2 separate regions of the Mus musculus genome follow, and region 2 is linked to region 1. The links are chromatin contacts, called in public HiChIP or PLAC-seq maps. All regions are on one chromosome and are shown on one strand. Each heading gives the region's core, a stretch centred on a gene start, on an enhancer-like site or on the middle of the called end of the contact. The rest is flanking DNA. Distances are from core to core; before and after follow the strand shown.

Region 1 (2,700 bases), core at 132-2,631:
TTTCCAGACAGTAGTGAAAGGGCTTGCTCCTTGACCTTCCCACCTATGGCCACGTCATTTCAAAATGTTTCTATCCATATCTCAGCCTCTTCCTTCTTTGACCTTCTTATCTCCGTTTTATAAATACCATCAGGACCACACTTGGGATCCAAAAGACAATGAGTACAACCTCTGCACCTCAAGGCCATTAACTGAATCATGTTCATCAGGGTCACTTGCCATATGAAGTTACAATTTTGAGTCCTGGGAATAAAGAAACCAATACCTTGGGGTGGAGAACTGGGCAGGGAGGATGGAGTTTCTATTACAGCTTAGTACACATGGCTTTAACTCATTTTGAATAATTGAACCAGTCTATACTCTTTTGAAATTTTGTTTTATATACATGAACAGCACAATATGACAAGATGAGCATTTTAGTTTGGCATCCTGTTTAATTGCTGTTTTGAAACTCTGTACTTTGCCCTGGCTCCTTCAATTCCATTTGCCTTCTAACAGTGACACGGTCCTAGCTATGGCCAGTTAATCAAATTCTCAGAAACCATCTTGTACTAATCAGAACTCTCTGGGTTGTCAGAGTAACCTGTCTTAACTGGCTTAGATGTTTTAAAATTATTGCTTACAGAACTGAAGCTCACAGGCCCTGGGCAGGTTCAGAGATAGATGGAGGCAAACACTCAGTTGCATCCTCAGGGGTTCCTTACCAGCTCCAGTCCCTTGGCTTGCCCTGCCTTCTATGTTGGATTTTCTGTTCTGAGCTGGAAGCTACTAGAAAAATCTGGTATTCTAATGTATCAATGGATTTGGAAGCCTTAGCAGAAGATAAAAATATCTCCTCCCCTGAAGTTCCAACAAGATCACAAGGAGGCTTCTTCTTCACCCACTGGGCAGGGATGGTACCACTTGGATGTGCTGTACTCCTGGAACCAAGAGTGAGCGCCAAGTAAGGTAAAAATCAGCAGATGTGCGTGGGGGTCAAACAAAACCAACACATCTGCTCTGCTCTCAGACCCCAGGCTATATACTCCATGTAGAATGTATAACAGCTATTAGTTTCAGAAGGCCAATATTTCTATTTCTTAAAGCTAGATCCTCCCCTTTATCCTTGAGCTACACAACGCTAATTGGTTCTTTTGGGGTTTTCAGATACCATGGAAATAGAGGGATGATCTTTTCTCAAGCCTAGGACTGGATTTTAAAAGAACTGTTTATTAAAATGACTTGGGTACTCTGGGGGGCGGGGTTAAGAAAACCACAACACAAAAGGCTTGGCCCTGTCTGAAAAGTCTGTCTAAATCTGTTTAACTGGAGGAAGTGGAAGAGATAACAAGGGTCTGGACTGTCAGAAGATAAAAGACAACGATGAAAGTGTGGCGTGTGGCGTGTGGCGTTGGGGCGCTTCTCTCCTTCCCAGCGAAGCACAAAGAGCTGCTTATCTAACAGAGGCGGTTGTTCTGCAAACTCCAGGCTAGATGATAAAAGGCGGCTGATGAACCTTTTCTTCTGTGTCTTCTCAAGTTATTTCCACAGGCTGGTTCTGGGGATTTTCAACTTCAATTTCTCAGCAGAGTGTTCGCTCTTTGCCCGAGATTACATACCTATTCTTTGCCTGGTTTTCGTCTTTATTTTATTTGGAAAAAAATCAATTTGGCTGAGGAACCTCAGAATTGAAAATGGCAGGAGTGGAGCCAGCTCTCTGCCAGACTACCTGCTCTGGAACATGTAACCATGACACTCCATTGAGAGGATCATGACAACTGGTCACTTAGCATAAAACCTAGAGTTCTCCATGCTAATTAGGTATCCAGATAGGCCCTGAGTGTTCAGCCTATGAGCTTCCCTTCCTGGGCATCCCTTCCCACAAAGGTATTTAAACCCCGGTAACCTTAAGTAAGATGTGCTCATTAACATTTGCTATCAAAGAAGACAATTTGGACGAGCAAGGACCACCGCGTCCATCAAGGATCACCGTGGGGGGAGGCCGTTGTGGTAAAGAGCAGCACCTTTATCTCCCAAGAAGGCTTTCTCTCTCCCAGACCCTGCATACGTTCCGCACTCACCCTGAACCAAACTGGGTTCCTCCCAGTTTCTGGGCTCTGCCTTCCCCTTCCAGCCTGGTTCATAAATGCCCTGAGGGGAGACTCAGATCCCCGGAATCTAGTTCCCAGTCTAACCCCCGCAGTGCCTGAGTACACAGGAGACCGGGAACCACAGCAACTTTCCCAGACCCCACTGTTCCCACCCAAGAAAATACAGACTGAGGGCCCCTACTTTGGACTGTGTTCCGCCTCCCCTGAGTGGCTTGCCGATGGGCCAGTGGGCAGTGCTCGGCACCCCAGTGGAAGGCAGACACAGGCATATGTGTCTTTACTTGCATTTAAGGAGGGAATGTGAAGGGGATCTCTTTCGGGTAGGGGTACCAGTGATTGAACCAGGACCTTACATGTAGTGAGCAGATTGTATCCTAGTGCTTAATGATACACTCAGCCCCATAGATCTCATTTTTAATTCACGGAAACTCTTCTTCAATGTTATCATGCTGCTAATTGTTCCTTCCTTATAGCTACTCAAGACCTTCGTGGCAAATGCAAACACCACCGCCCATCTCCCCAAGGCATCTGGTTTTCTTCCTCCAGCCATTTTCCTTTCTGATGACGTCTGTGATGGGTGGATTTGGAGTCTAGGTAAGTTGTTAGCCCT
Region 2 (2,700 bases), core at 15-2,514, 74 kb after region 1:
TCTTGCAAAGGGCCTGAGCTCAATTCTCAGCACCCACATCACAAAAGCCACAACTACTAAATACCTCGTATCTAAAAGGCATGGTTTATGGAGCAAAACCAACTATGATAAATTCACTTTCTTCAAAATAACTGAGACAAGGACACACATCCAGTGATCGTTGGGAACCCAAGGAGAAGTTGTTTTCTTTTGCAGTTCTTAAAAAATATCAGCAATTTCATCAACTTTAACTTAAATGCTCATTTGTGCATGCGAGCACCCACATCAGCTCTGTCACTTCGCTGCTGAGTAATGTTATCAAATAAAGGTTAGCCATCGCAGAGATGCTCCTGTTAGAAGCCAGCCAGCCAGCTTTGCGTTTATTTGTAGGACTATGAAGGGCGCTTGCTTTCCAGGAATTCTCAGAAAGGTTTTTCAGATACTAAGTAAGTCTTACGTTTCTAGGAACAATAGACATACTGTACATACTTTAATTTTAAATTTCTTACAACCATTCTAAAATTAACACATTAAAAAGAGAAGGTGCACCAGTCAGTTTACAAAAAGGAGGCCTTCAAATCAATGCATTTATAAGCAGTATTTAGGCTTTTAAAATGCCCATGGAAAGCACTCTAAAATAAGATGGTATGTTGAACATATAGACTTTTACTAGAAATGATAGTCGATAGATTTGTTTGTGATGTTGGCCTAGAACAAGAATAGTAGCAATTGGAAACAGATGATATGTCTGACCCGAGGAAGCCAAACTGTATGACCACCATTCCCCTGGCGCAACCTTCTGCCTCCTTCTGTGGAGATTGTCTTTAAATAGAACCACTCCCTTCAGCAGGGGGTGGGGCGTCTGGGACCCAGCAGGTAAACACATTTCATGGTTCACATGTTAGGAAACCTAAACTCATAGATTCACCAGGATCCTTTCCAGGGTTACGGATGCCATAACTGCTGGGGGAAGTGATTGGCAGCCAAACCGAGGAAAGGAGTCTCTACCATGTCCAGCTTCCTGGGTTGCAGGTCTCCTTAGCTTTTCAGTAATAGCATGCTTTTGAGCCATCCATGTTCCTGTAAGTAACCCCCAAATAAAATTCACTGGCCCATCAAGTTAGACTTTGTTCCTCTATCTCCTGTTCCGTACCCGGGGTGAGTAGACACACGCCATCTCCCCAGGAAAGATCTGTCTCACAACACTCTGTCAGCCTAGTCCCTGCTCCTTTCCCCTCACAGAGCCCATGCTATCTGCTGTATCTCCCCTGCCCCACAGCACACATTCCGCTGCAAGCTGTAGCTTCCCTTGCCTAGAGCAGGACAAGGTCCAATCTCTCCTCTTCATCCTGAGCTGCCAAGAACTAGAAAGTCCCTGCCACAGGAGCAAAATGAATGAACGATTACCAGCACAGGCTCTTCATCTCTAAATCGTCTGCAGTTCCAGCAAATGACTTCATTAGACATGAAATCAAAGGGCTGGTTTTCTATTTCCCACTATATGCATACAGCTTAAACTGCCGGTTTTCCCACAAGTGTGTTTGCATAAACTAAAACAAAAGCAGTAAGTTACTCGCACCTTCCCTTATCTAATCTCACTGAGTTGAGCTCACTGAATTCTCCTTCAAACATGTACAGGCTTAAAGAGTTAGTGAAGGGCACAACACACAAGTCGCCTGCGACTGGCAGAGGTACTTACAGACCCTAGAACTGGGTGGGAGATGGCCCTGGTGATCACCTAGTATCTTACACAAAAAAGGTCAGAGTTGGATGTGTATTCAAACGCAAAGCTACTATTAAGGAAACAAGTCTTGCTCCTATTAAAAGGGAGACATAACTCCCCTAATGGTTTTAATTTTGAGGGGCACTTCAGGGCTCAACCAGCACAAATCGGTCTTAGTTACGGTTTCTCTGGCTGGAGGCAGGGACAGAGTTACCACCACACACAATATCTCATTAAGCTCAATGACTTTCTAGTCCAGTGGTCCAAACTCTTTCCACAGTTCTGCCCTCAACATGCTCAGGTCTGTCATGAAATACCCCAATCCTGGTGCCCACTCTGCCTTAGTTAGGGGTTTTAACTTCACCTTACAACTCTCGGGTCATGCTTCACCATTGAAAACAGTCAGGGCAGGCACCCGGAGGCCTGACTGAAGAGACGCCATGGAGGAGGGCTGCTTGCTGGCTTGCTTCCCAAAGTTCACTCCACTTACTTTTCTTCTTTCCTTTTATTTATTCTCACACAGATTACATCCTGATGGCAATTCCCGCACCTCATCTCTCCCACTAGCTTCCCTTTCCTCCAAACTGCCCCCTCCTTCATCTCCCCTCTGAAAAGAGCAGGCTTTCAAGGGACATCAACCAAATATAGTATAACTAGCTACTGTAAGACTAGGCACAGATTCTGACATCAAGTTCGCCTGCCTTCTTATACATCCTATGGCCACCACCCAGACGGGCACTGTCTGCAGTTGGCGTGGCCCTCTGACACTAATCATCCAATGAAGAAAGTGCCCCCCTCCACTTGCCTACAGGCTGACCTTACGGATGAATCTTCTCAGTTACAATTGCCTCCTCCCAAATACATCCAGATTGTGTCAAGTGAATAAGAAAAAAATTAAAATCCAACCAATACGTTACTTACAGCCCCTTCACTTGTGAGGCTGAAGCAGAAGGATAGTAGGTTTGATGTCAGTGAGGGGCATTTAAGAAAACCTGCCT

What was found. HiChIP or PLAC-seq counts read pairs in DNA pulled down with a chosen protein or histone mark.
Region 2: a contact with region 1 is called in an H3K4me3 HiChIP or PLAC-seq map of the SCID.adh cell line, with 12 read pairs. The contact joins two enhancer-like sites. A contact is called at or near these places in 1 of 15 datasets of contacts at CTCF or cohesin (the G1E-ER4 cell line), 1 of 484 Hi-C or Micro-C datasets (nephron progenitors) and 2 of 115 datasets of contacts at active chromatin or transcription factors (the SCID.adh cell line and embryonic stem cells).

What each region holds. Positions count from the first base shown.
Region 1 is chr3:79,026,935-79,029,634 of GRCm38.p6, forward strand. No RefSeq gene overlaps it. Among named protein-coding and RNA genes, the nearest start is that of Gm52609, 28 kb to the right of the region's middle. Within about 2 kb of position 1,382, at least 24 of the 459 cell types and tissues checked have an H3K27ac peak or open chromatin away from gene starts, as enhancers often do. A contact at or near this core is called in the SCID.adh cell line, where this site is marked.
Region 2 is chr3:79,100,692-79,103,391 of GRCm38.p6, forward strand. All of the region lies in intron 3 of Rapgef2 (Rap guanine nucleotide exchange factor (GEF) 2), which reads right to left. Among named protein-coding and RNA genes, the nearest start is that of Rapgef2, 44 kb to the right of the region's middle. Within about 2 kb of position 1,265, at least 15 of the 459 cell types and tissues checked have an H3K27ac peak or open chromatin away from gene starts, as enhancers often do. A contact at or near this core is called in the SCID.adh cell line, where this site is marked.